2 separate regions of the Delphinus delphis genome follow, and region 2 is linked to region 1. Evidence: chromatin contacts called from public Hi-C data. All regions are on one chromosome and are shown on one strand. Each heading gives the region's core, a stretch centred on a gene start, on an enhancer-like site or on the middle of the called end of the contact. The rest is flanking DNA. Distances are from core to core; before and after follow the strand shown. Region 1 holds the start of POP5 (POP5 homolog, ribonuclease P/MRP subunit). Region 2 holds the start of HNF1A (HNF1 homeobox A).

The links. Hi-C and Micro-C count contacts between places; a contact is called where the count stands out from the background.
Region 2: a contact with region 1 is called in a Hi-C map of lung, with 12 times the contacts expected there. The contact joins the promoter of HNF1A here to the promoter of POP5 in region 1. A contact is called at or near these places in 3 of 3 Hi-C or Micro-C datasets (lung and muscle).

Annotation. Positions count from the first base shown.
Region 1 is chr13:16,624,947-16,631,140 of mDelDel1.2, forward strand. It overlaps POP5 (POP5 homolog, ribonuclease P/MRP subunit), which reads right to left and starts at 2,377. Exons shown (of 5, transcript XM_060029393.1): 1 at 2,260-2,377; 2 at 2,050-2,192; 3 at 866-1,015; 4 at 601-684; 5 at 64-488. The coding sequence starts at 2,279. The coding sequence ends at 373.
Region 2 is chr13:16,928,958-16,935,151 of mDelDel1.2, forward strand. HNF1A (HNF1 homeobox A) reads left to right here and starts at 3,364. Exons shown (of 10, transcript XM_060028200.1): 1 at 3,364-6,183. The coding sequence starts at 5,855.

The DNA of each region.
Region 1 (6,194 bases), core at 1,127-3,626:
CCACATGGGGAGCCAGTTTTCCAGCCGAGGGTGGAGGGGTGAAAGAGACTAGGCCAAGCATGAACTTCACATGCGCACTAAATACTACAGAAGCCAAATACATTTATTAAACCTGCTCTCAGCCAGGCAGTTAGATACAAAGATGTCTATAACTCCAGGGGCTTCACAACCTCCAGAACCACTTAACCAGGCAATGCTGGGTAAAGGTGACTTCGATTAGTTTTAAGCAAATAAGTCCATTTTGAGCTGGTCACTTGGCCTCTGGTCAGCAGTCATCCTGTTTGAGAAGTACAGAAGATGCTGCTGCCTCCCAGAATGTCCTGTCCCAACAAGTGGGCCCTGAGGCTGGGGCACAGGGCAGTCTGTAGAGGTTCACTCCATTGCCTCAGCAGCCTCCTCACCACCACTGTCTGAAAGCTCCTCCCCAGCCGACGACTCCTCTAGTAAACAGCTTCTTGTGACAGACTTCTGGATAGCCTCTCGTTCTCCTGAAGAAAGTACAGTACGGGTGATTAAAGATGTCTTTGGGAGTGGCCTTTCATTCAGCTGGAGGAGGCGGCCAGTCACTTGCTCAGTGGGCACAGGGCTAGCGTGCCTTACCTTCATCAGTGCAGTTCTGCAACAGGATCAACAGCTGTCTCCTGTTGTACTGAATCAGGAACTTCTGACATGTTCTGATTGTACCTGGCACATGAAAGAGCTTTGTGGTCAACAGCTTGTGAAAAGTGTTTGCCTCAAGAGTCTTGCAGAGCTAGGAAAAAGTATCTTGCTCTTGGCAGGAGAGCAGGAAGACCCACCCACCACTGAAGACTGAACACTGAACTTGTTACCTATTGGAAATGAGACATATCACATGCACCCATACCTCCCACGTGTAAGGTGTTGAGAAAACACGGGTAATGGTGTCCTTTGTTCTCCAAGTATGTGATAAAGGGAAGAGCTGACCACACAAGCCGGTAGAATTCCTTCCTGCATCGAAGTAGCACTATTCCAGTATAGGCATTGAGGTATCGCACTACAGCAGGAAAAAAAAAAATCATTTGGGGAAACTGGATTCTCGGGAATGGGTTAAACATCTTGGGGTAATTCAGAGCCTATGCGCTAGAGATCCTTCAAGGCAGTGGCAGCTGGGATGCATCAGTAAGCAAGAACTGATTTCTGAAGAAAAAAAAATTAGGACAGACCTTCATTTACAGAAGGGAGAGAAACAACATCCAGTGTCTCGCACACCACTCAGAATTGGTGAATTCAGAATTTAAAACGGTCTTCTAATCGACTGACTAGTTAATGAATGGGTGGGGAGCGTATAGATCCATCTTCCTCAGAAAACCGGCTGAAAAGCAAGTTGCTCTGCAACTGGTCTATGCAGGTTCTTGTAGCAGCCAGCTGGGTCTCACCTGATGTAGGAGAGTTGTGCCTACGTGCATTCCTTATACTGGATTCAATTTTGAGTAGATGGTAAGAGAATGAGTTTACATAGAGTGCCTGTTGAAAGGGCCTTCTACATTTACCTACACACATTCTGTACTTCACAGGCCCTTTTCAGGGTTAATTTTGACAATGTTTTTTCCATGTGATGTCAACGTAACCAGTCAAGTAACTTAGAACCATACACGGCTTCCCTCATTTAATTTTCACCATCCTGTTAAACAATACATATGTCAAATAGGTACAGGGGGTTCTTGCCCAAAGTCTCACTGCTTACTGCTCTTAGCTCTCCGCCTAACTCTGGACTCACGCAGACTTTGGACTCGGATCCGAGATTCCTAAAAAGGACGATATCTTTTTAAAATTTATTTTGCCCCACCCCCACCCCCCTCATGTGGGATCTTAGTTCCCCCTCCTGGGATCGAACTCGTGCCCCCTGCATTGGAAGCGAGGAGGCTTAACCATCAGGCCTCCAGCAAAGTCCTAAAGGATTATATCTTACATAGGACTGTGCACAGGGCTTGGCAGTTGCTGGGGTCGCTTGTGCCCCTTCTTTCTCTCTCCTCTGGCCACTGCCCCCTCCACGTCCCGCCAGCCCCCGGTTCCCCAGCACCCTCGCACCCGCGAAGCCGATGGAGCAGGCGGCCGCGCCGAAAGTCCCGTGCACGCGGGCAATCGTGTCCCGTACCAGGCCGCCCAGCACTCGGTCCTCCAGACTCAGGCGGCAGCGGGGGTCGTCAGACACCACTTCACAGAGCAGGTACCTAAGGCGGGCGAGAGGGCGGTGAGCGCGGGGCCAGGCCGCCGGGGACCGGGCAAGGGTCTGCTTACCTGTGCTTGAACCGCACCATTGCGGCCTCCGCCTCCAGCAGGCGGATCCGCAAACCGGATGTCTGCTTTCTGGTCGGCGGCCAATGGGAAGTTGTCCTGGCAGCCACTCAGAGGGAGAGGCGGAGCTAGAATGTAGGCGGAGCCCCGTGTCGGTCTCCTTCGAGCTCCTCCTCCCTCTGAGGAGCGCTGGCGGCCTGCTCAGATATTCGCTGATTTGAGTTGTTTGGGAGCTGGATTCCAAGATAGAACACCTTGTGCTGTGATGGGTGGTTACGCCCCACGCTGGAGTTTCCACCGCTGTGTAGGACGCAGCCGCGGCATTCGGAACCTCCAGGACGTTTACCTTCTATTAGCTTGCAACACAGTCGTGTGTGCACTTATATTTTCTCCCCAAGATGGACGGTGGAACTTTTGAAGGCAACATTTTGCACTCACAGGCCAGGGATTGACAAAGGGGAAATCAGACCCTTATTTTCAGATTAGAGCTCGGTTTAATTTCCCCATACAGCCAAATATGTTATTACTGCTTAGGCCTTTCAACAACCTTATGGAGTCGGGTGTATTGTCTTGTTTTTTGTTTGCAAAAACCATCCGTGGTCTTTATATTTTCTGTGTAGAACAGAAATGCACAAAGAAGCAAATAAAAATAAATTATAATCTCAGCACCGAGAGAGAATAATTTATAATGTAGTGGGTTTTCTTCCTTCATTTTCCCCCTGTGCCAGCAGTTCTCCAGTGAGGTCCAGGAAGCACTGGGTTTTCTGAGACTCTTTCAGGAAGTTCCCAAGATCAAATTACTTTCATAATAATACTAAGATGTTATTTGTTTCACTGTCTCAGAGTGGACAGTGAAGTTTTCCAGAGGCCACATAACAGTGCTGACATTATTGCTCTGATGGCTAAGAGAATTGTGTATTGTGTTTTAAACACTTCTCAGTTTTAACAGACATGGTAAATATCAATATATCCCACAAAACAAAAGCTCTTTGGGATCCTCAATAATTTAATGAGTGAAAAGGGGTCCTGAGACAAAAAAAAAGTATGAGATGAGAACTTCTGCCGTATGTTAAATTATATTTTTCCTTTTATTTTCTTTTTAAGAATAGGATCATACTGGACTTCCCTGGTGGCGTAGTGGTTAAGAATCCGCCTGCCAATGCAGGGTACACGGGTTCGAGCCCTGGTCCGGGAAGATCCCACATGCCGTGGAGCAACTAAGCCCGTGTGCCACAACTACTGAGACTGTGTGCCACAAGTACTGAGTCTGCGTGCCAAAACTACTGAAGCCGGCGTGCCTAGAGTCCGTGCTCCACAACAAGAGAAGCCACCACAATGAGAAGCCTGTGCACCGCAAGGAAGAGTAGCCCCCCGCTCGCCGCAACTAGAGAAAGCCCACGCGCAGCAACAAGACCCAAAGCAGACAAAAAATATATATATATAGGATCATACTGTGTAGTACTCTTCTTTTTTTCCCCTTGAATATCTTTTTTAAAAATTGTCTTAGTGTGGCATAACATACATAAAGCGCATATTAAGTGTACAACTCATTGAATTTTTACATACGTATAGACTTTTGCAACCATTGCCCACATTAAGAGAGCATTTCCAGCACCCAGGAAGGTTCCTGTGCCCTATCCCAGCCATAAACCTTCCCAGAAATGGCTTCTATTCTGACCTCTATCACGATAGATTAGCTTTGCCTGTCCTTGAACTTTATATAAATATAAATCTCCAACAGCATGTTTGTGTGTGCGCGTCTGGCTCCTTTCTCTCAACATATTGTCTGTACGATTCATTCTTGTCATTTGACTATATTTTAATGTCAACTGTTCTTCAAGGTTATTTTTCAGCTGCTAAACTGGTCAATATTCCCACGATGGACGTTTAAATTAGTTCCAGATTTTCTTGTTATACCCAGCACTTTGATGCCCAGCCTTGTAACAAGCTCTTTATATCCATCCCTGATTATTTGTAGACCTGTCATGGACTTGGTGGGCTCTGTGAGGTCCCTGAAGGGAGTCGGGTTTCACAACCGATTGTTTGCAAGATCTGGAATGAGTTCTCAATTTTTCCATCTCTCACTCTAAATCACCTTAAAAGAGGGATGCTAAGGAAGTAAGGGGAAGAGGGAGAGCTGTGGTCCTGCTGAGGGACCAGGGCTCTTTGCCCCTCACCCAAGAACCACCTCTTTATCCAAAAACTGTTCCCGCCAGCGTCCTCCTTTGGTCAGCAGGGGGCGTCAGAGGCTCGTAGTGCGTGGATAAAGTCTCAGCCTCTGAGCTTCCCCCCTCCCCTCCCGTCCCTAAAGTAACTCCCCTAACACTTCCCAGCCTTCAACTCACTTAATCCAAACACCGCGCCAATTTCATAGATGCCGTTGGGGCTTTCAGCAAAGTCACACATCCAATAAGGAGCAGGATCAGAATTCGAACTCCAGGCCATCCGACTCCGTGATCCTTGCTCCGGTCCACACCGCTGATGTCCTCCGGTGCACGGTTTCGCTGTCCACTTCGTATACACTGGAGAGACTACAGACGTAAATTAGAATCTCCTCTCCGTCGTTTACCAGCCAAGTGCTGTGAGGCGGTTGATTCGCGTCTCCAAGATCTCAGTTTCCTCATCTGTGCAACAGGATAATAATGGTTCCTCCCTCATGGGTGCATATGAAATTTAAACCAGATATCGTGGGCAAACGCCTGGCACAGTGAGTGCACAGTAAACGCAGATTTGAGCGAATGATTTACCGCTACCCGCAGGCATAGCCCCAGGGGAAGCACAGCGGCTCCTCCGACCAGGCCGGGCGGCCTGCCTGGAGGCCACACGAGAGTCCCGGGCGGCCGGGAGGGGCGGCGCCGGCGGCTCAGCCCGCTCCCCGCGGTAATTAGCCGGTGTCTGCTCCGGCTGCGCCAGCCGCTAATTACACGTCTCCTAATGAGGCCGGTGGCTGTTTGCAATCACCCGGGTCCCCGGCGCGCGGCGCGGGAGGCCGCGGGGGAATCTGCCCGCTGGGGTGTGGACAGCGGCTGCCTCCCCGGCCAGGAGATCCGCTTGGCGGCGGCGGGTGTGCGCCCCGGCAGTGCCTGAATGCGCGTCCGTCAGTCTTTGGAACCATTATCATCCCGCTTTTACAGGTGAGGAAGGGGCCTGTGGCTCGGAGAAGTGAACTCACAGGCGCGAAAACTCACGCTGGAATAGTCTAATCCTTACCTCCCTGACCCCGAGCCTGTGCTCTTAACCGGCTACTGCCTAGATCAATGGGGTACTTGCTGTTGTGACTCGTGGGACTACTCAGAAGAGTGGGTCTCAGATCAGATAAAAGGAGGAATGGGTGTGTGGGGGGGAACTTCCTTTGAGCTCTTCCCCTCCTTCCCATCTGAAGGTTCTCACTGTCAATTTGCCCTTTTGGATCAGACACAAAGCCGAGTATCAGCTCCAGTAAGTCCTTTAAACCTTACTTGGAAACGTAAATCACACAACCCATTTCTCGGACTGGGAAACCTGGCGCATTCCCTAGGAGGTAGTTGAGGCAACTGCTAAAATGCTCCCATACCATGAAGGTGGGAAGCTGTAACTATGTACCTTGTTCTCAGGGCCTTCTACGGTGGGATCCAGAGTAGCCGGCTTTATTCTTCATCCTTACGTTCTGGGCTACCAATTTTTTTAAAACAAATTTTATTGGAATATAGTTGATTTAAAATGTGGTGTTTAGTTTCTGCTGTACAGCAAAGTGAAGCAGTTATACATACACATATATCCACTCTTTTAAAAATTCTTTCCCCATATAGTTTATCACAGAGTATTGAGAATTGTCCCTTGTGCTATATTAGTTATCTATTTTATATGTAGTAGTGTGTATATGTCAATCCCAATCTCCCAATTTATCCCTCACCCTCACCCCATCGCCAGCTACCATTTATTAGGCTCTCTGTTCCAGA
Region 2 (6,194 bases), core at 2,114-4,613, 300 kb after region 1:
TATATCTATGAAAATAAATATTCATGTTAAACTATTCAAATAATACAGACAAGGACAGTCAAGAAAGTAAAAATCACCTGAAATCTTACCACCTAGCAATAACTGCAAATATACCTTTGAAGATCATCTTTCCACATGGCTCACTGTGGTTTATACTGATACACGTATACACACCCAGTCATTTCATTATACATGCAATATTTTATCGAGGTTTCTTTTCTTTCTTTCTTTTTTTTAAGCTTGGGAAGGTCCATTGTTTTTTAGTGTTTTTTTTATTAATATATCTATTTATTTATTTAGGCTGCGCCGGGTCTTAGTTGCAGTATCTTTAGTTGTGCCATGTGGACTTCTTAGTTGCAGCACGCATGAGGGATCTATTTCCCCGACCAGGGATCGAACCCGGGCCCCCTGCATTGGGAGCATGGAGTCTTACCCACTGGACCACCGGGGAAGTCCCCTTTTCTTTTTTATTAAGATCTTTACTGAGATATAATACATACACCATATGGCACCCATTTAAAGTGTCAGTTCAATGGTTTTAGTATATTATCATAGTTGGGCAACCATCATCATAAACTAATTTTTTCCCAATTTTATTGAGATATAGTTGACTTATAACATCGTATTAGTTTAAGGTGTACAACATGATTTGATATACGTCCATATATACTGTGAAATGATTACCACAATAAGTTTAGTTAATATCTATTACCTTGTAGATATTGTAGAGTTACAATTTTTTTGAGGTTTCTTTTATTTCTCTTCCTCTCCTCCTGCTATTGTTTTTGTTTTTCTTTATGCATTCCTCTCTGCCAAAGAGAACTGATGTTGACAGCTTGGAGTATGTCCTTTCACATCTTTCTCAAACACATACATACAACCACACTTATTGTTGATTTGCAGAGAACACTATTCAGTTCTCTGCCCTTTGATGCAAGGAGTGTGCACACTTTGGGCTTCACCCCAGATCTACTAAAGGAACCCTTTGAGTGTGGAGTCAGGAATCTGAGTTTCTAATCCTCAACCCAAGGCTTTCTGTTGCTGCTGGTCCTGCTCCAGTGAGTTAGGGAAGGGTGGCTAGTGAAGGTTCATGTTGCTGTGAGAAGGAGAAGGGATCAGGAGGAGACCCAGGAGGATCTTGAGGTTCACAGGTGAGGGTCTCCAGAAAAACAGCTTGTGCAAAAGTCATAGATGGGACACAGTTTCAGGTATGCTCTGGAGATGGCAAATAGTGTGACTGGATAGAGAGTAGGCGGGGCTTAAGAGTCAAATAAAGTGGGTGGCAGGGACTCTTATGTGGAGAACTTTTGCAAACGAAGAAAACTCAGCCTGGGTAATGGGAGTGGAACGGCTGTTTTAGTAATCAGGTAATGATTATCATTCAGTAGTGGGGAGTGCTTACAATGTGTCAGGCACAGTGCTTTCTGTGTATTACTTCATTAATCCTCCTAACAACTCATGAGGCAGATAGCATTTTCATTATCATTGTACAGAAGAGCAAACGGAGGCACAGAGAGGTTAAGCAAGTTGCCCAAGGTCACAAAGCTGGTAAATGTCAGAGCCAGGCTCAAACCCAGGCAGTCTGGCTTTTAATCACTTTTATTCCCTCAGCACCTCAGTCTCCTCATCTGTAAAACCGACACAAAGGTGACAAGTCCAATGAGCAGAGTTACACTTAACCAGAACAACAAAACAACGATGACAACAAAATAATAGTAACAAGTATTTAGTGAGAGTGAACTGCCTCACCGAAAGAGGTAGTGTGGAATAGTGGTCAAGGGCTTGGATTCTGGCATCAGGGAGATTGGGATTCAAATCCTAGCTCTGCCAAGCACTAGCTGAGCAGTTTACATAGCCTCCTAGAGCCTCAGTTTCCTCATCTGTAAAATGGGGATAAAAGTACCTACCTCATGAGGCTGTTGAGATGTTAAATGAGAAAAAGCATGAAAATTGCATATACCAGCGACTGCTCAATAAATGTTAAACGGTTAAAAGGTTAAAGGTAGTGGGGCTGGGAGGAAGAATAGTCCAAGTATGAATACAGGTGGGCCCCAAGGTGGGGGTGGTGGGGTGGTAGGGTTGGCGATTAAATTCCAAGAGAGCCCTGAGATTGGCTGACGGGGTACCCCTCTTGCACCGCTTCCTAAGGCCAAGGAGAAGACTTGTGCCTTGCCAGAACTTCGGTTTTGCAAACATTTGCTCACTCAGTAGGCGAGAATGGTGATAAAGTTCACAACTACGTTTTACTGAACACCCTCTGTGTCCAAGACCATCCCTTAGGTCCGCAGTTCCCAAACTACGCCTCGAGGTGCCCCTGGGAGCCGCAGAATATTTTCGAGGATTTTTGAAAGGAACACAGCGACATCTGTCGGCCACCTTGCGCTAGCTCAAGGTAGTTTGCAGCTTGAATGTTAGATGATGTCACAACTTTGTGAAGCTGGGTTTATGGCAGTTGTTCTAATAAAAAAAAAAAGTGGTATCATGCAAAAATGATTGTGGAACAGGAAATGAAGGTGGTCATGTCCAATCTAATTCCAAAGTTTGAGCAGTTGTGTAGAGCCCAACAAATCTCTGCATTAGGTGTACAAAGTTGTCTCAAGCAACCCTAGGAGATCTACACCTCTGTTTTATAAATAAGTCATGAAAGGCGAACTCAGTGCCTGAGGCCACCCAGTGCGGGGCTGGAGTGTGTTTGCGGGGGGCCCGTGAAACGCACACTAGGTCCTGAGTGATTCTCAAGAAGGCAAAATGCCTCTCCCAACCTCTGAGTCTGTTTAGTTGTGTCCCCTGATTGTGGGGAAGGGCAGGCTGGGGGCTGGAATTGCCGTTTCCATTGTCTGTTGCCAAGTATCAATAACCGACACCCTTCTCATTTTCAGAGGGAGCCCTAGTCGGGGTGGGGTGGGGGGCCAGGACAATAGCCTCTGTGTGTACTGGAGCTGAAGTTGGACCCTGAGGGTCTCTCTCCTTAGACACTCTAGAGGCTCCCCCCGCCCCACACCACCGTTCTCCTCCCAACTAAATCCACCTTCAGTCCCGGAGTCACCAGTTCAGCCACCTGGCTGCCGGGCGGGGGGGGGGGGGGGGGGGGGGGGGGCGGGGACCCAGCAGTCAAGGAGCCCAAAAGTTGTGCAAAGTACCCAGGCCCCACCCTGTCTGGCTCCGTCTTCTAGAGGAAGGTCTCCGAGGGCAGCTGCAGGCAGCAAGCAGTCTCCTGGACAGGGTAGCAAGGAGGAGAGCCATGAACTGCGAAGGGACAGCATGCAGCATCTTCCCTGTCCTTTAGCTGGACTTGAGAATTCTGCCCCCAGTAGTGAGCTGCCTGACCCCAAAGCTACTTGTGCTAGAGGAGAAGGGAAGCACTGAGAGCAATGTGGGGGGCCCACTTCCTCATGGGGCAACTGCCAGCATCATCCTGTGCAGAGGGCCGGGCTCTGGGAATAACAGTGCCTACTTCATAGAGTGGTTCTGAGCATTTCATACATTACTAAAGCCTGGTGTGGAGCTAAGTATACGTTGGGCAGTGTGCAATGAAATTTATTCATTCCACAAATATTACTGAGCACCTACTAAGTACGGATGAGGCAACGTACTAAACACTGCGAATACAGCAGTGAAGAAGACAGACAAAAGCCCTGCCCTGGAGCGGGGGTGGGGGACCCGATACTCTAGCAGAGGCAGACAGACCATAAATAATCAACATCATACGTGTAAGTAAATTACAGAGCAGCGCTGTCCAATAGAGATAGAATGTGAGGCGCAAATGTAATTCAAAAGTTTCCAGTGGTACCATTATAAAAGTAAAAAGAAACAGGTGAAATTAGGTTTTCTAATTTTAAAGTATTTAGTTTTAAAATTAAAAACTTTCACTCAATAGATCCAAAATATTATCATTTCAGCCAGAGGCATCAGCCACATTTCAAGTGCTCAGTGGCCGCACGGGCCTCACAGCTGCTGAGTGTGTCAGGTGAGTGCAAAAATGAAGAAGCCCCTTTCCCCCTGCTGGACTAGCCTGGCCTGCAGGGAGGGCCTTCTGGCCAACGGTGCCTTCTCCCTTCCACCATTGCCAAGCATGACCCTGCCTCTGCAGACCCCTGAGAGATGCCCCAGCCTGGGGGCAGCCCCTCAGCACCACCCTGCCTACTCCAGGCAATGGTGCACACCCCTTGTTCTGGGAGCTTAGGGCCACCCCAGGGGACAGACAGCAGGAATTTTTGTCCAGGCTCTTACCGGAAGAGGGAAGGGTGGGGGTTAGGGATGAGTTTTTGCCTAGGAATGGCATTAGTAGGAGGTGAGTGAGGGTTGGAACCTGCCTTTATTTAACATTTTGATATTTTTTGTTCATCACAGATTTTTGGCATTAATTTTTCAAACTAATGAAAAGTATATTTTATTGATTCATAGATTATAAAATTTGCCCTTTTAAACTGCAAACTTCAGTGGTGTTTAGTAAATTCACAGAGTTGTGTAACATCACCCCATCAATATTAGAACATTTCCATCATCTCCAAAGAAACCCTGTACCCATTAAGCAGCCATTCCCTGTGCCCACCCCCACCTCCCCAGCCCCCAGCAACCACGCATCTACTTTCTGTCTGTATGGATTTGCCTATTCTGGACGCTTCCTACACATGGAATCATACAATAGATGGCCTTTTGTGTCTGGCTTCTTTCACTTAGCATGATGTCTTCAAGATTCATGCCTACTGTAGCATGAATCAGGACTTCATTCCTTTTTATGGCCAAATAACACGCCATTGCACGGAGAGACCACATTTCTTCTATCCATTCATCCACTGATGGATATTTATGTTTTTTCTATTTTTTAGCTCTTGTGAATCACGCTGCTGAGAACATTCGCAGGCAAATTTTTGTGTGGACATTTCTTTTAAGTTCTTCTGGGTTTTGCATTGATTTTGAATTTTTAATAGAGTATATAAAAATATTTTTTCATCTTGATTTCATCTTGAGTTTTTTGACATCCCCTTAAAATTTGCACCTGCACCAAGTGCTTGACTGGCCACACCCTGCTCCCAGTCCACAAATCTTGTCCCTGCTAGCTGTGTGACTTTGAGCGAGTTGCTTACCCTCTCAGAGCCTCAGTTTCCTCCTCTGTAAAATGGGCACAATTCCTGTACCTACTCTGTTAGGGGGCTACACTGAGGTAATGACGCACGTTACAGACTCAGCGCACAGTAGACTTAGTCGACGCGTTTTCCCTCCTGGGAGGCCAGACTTTGGGGCTGGCAGTGGGGGGTCCTCAGATGGATGTGTCCTAGCCTTGCCCTTCAGGAGAGTTGACCCGACAGCCTAGAACTCTGCTGCTTCTGTTCCCAAGGCTGCTGTTCTCTTGCCTCAGCCTGGCCCCCTACAAGGTCGCTGGGGGAGGGACCCAATGCTGGTCACCCGAAGGCCTCCCTGGCTCCCAGTACCTTCCATCCCAGCTGTCCTGGGCCCCCCACCGCTGCCTCCCCCGCCCTCCGCTCTGCCCACTCCCATGGAAGGCCACGGCTCCCTGTCCCTCTGTGCTGCCATGAGGCCTGCACTTTGCAGGGTGAAGTCCAAAGTTCAGTCCCTTCGCTAAGCACATGGATAAATATGAACCTTGGAGAATTTCCCCAGCTCCAATGTAAACAGAGCGGGCAGGGGCCCTGATTCACTGGCCACTGGGGCCAGGGTTGGGGGTTGGGGGTGCCCACAGGGCTTGGCTAGTGGGGTTTGGGGGGGCAGCGGGCGCAAGGAGCCTGGTTTGGGCCTGCCTGCTGGCCGGCCAGCACGGAGCCAGCCCACGCCGGGGGGGCGGGAGGCGGCCGGCTCAGTGGCCCTGGGCCGCGTGGCCCGCACTAGTGGAGCCATGGTTTCTAAACTGAGCCAGCTGCAGACGGAGCTCCTGGCGGCCTTGCTCGAGTCGGGCCTGAGCAAAGAGGCGCTGATCCAGGCGTTGGGTGAGCCGGGGCCCTACCTGCTGGCCGGAGACGGTCCCCCGGACAAGGGGGAGTCCTGCGGTGGCGGCGGTCGAGGGGAGCTGGCCGAGTTGCCCAATGGGCTGGGGGAGACGAGGGGCTCCGAGGACGAGACGGACGACGAGGGGGAAGACTTCACGCCACCCATTCTCAGAGAGCTGGAGAACCTCAGCCCCGAGGAGGCAGCCCACCAGAAAGCCGTGGTGGAGACCCTGCTGCAGTAAGGACCCC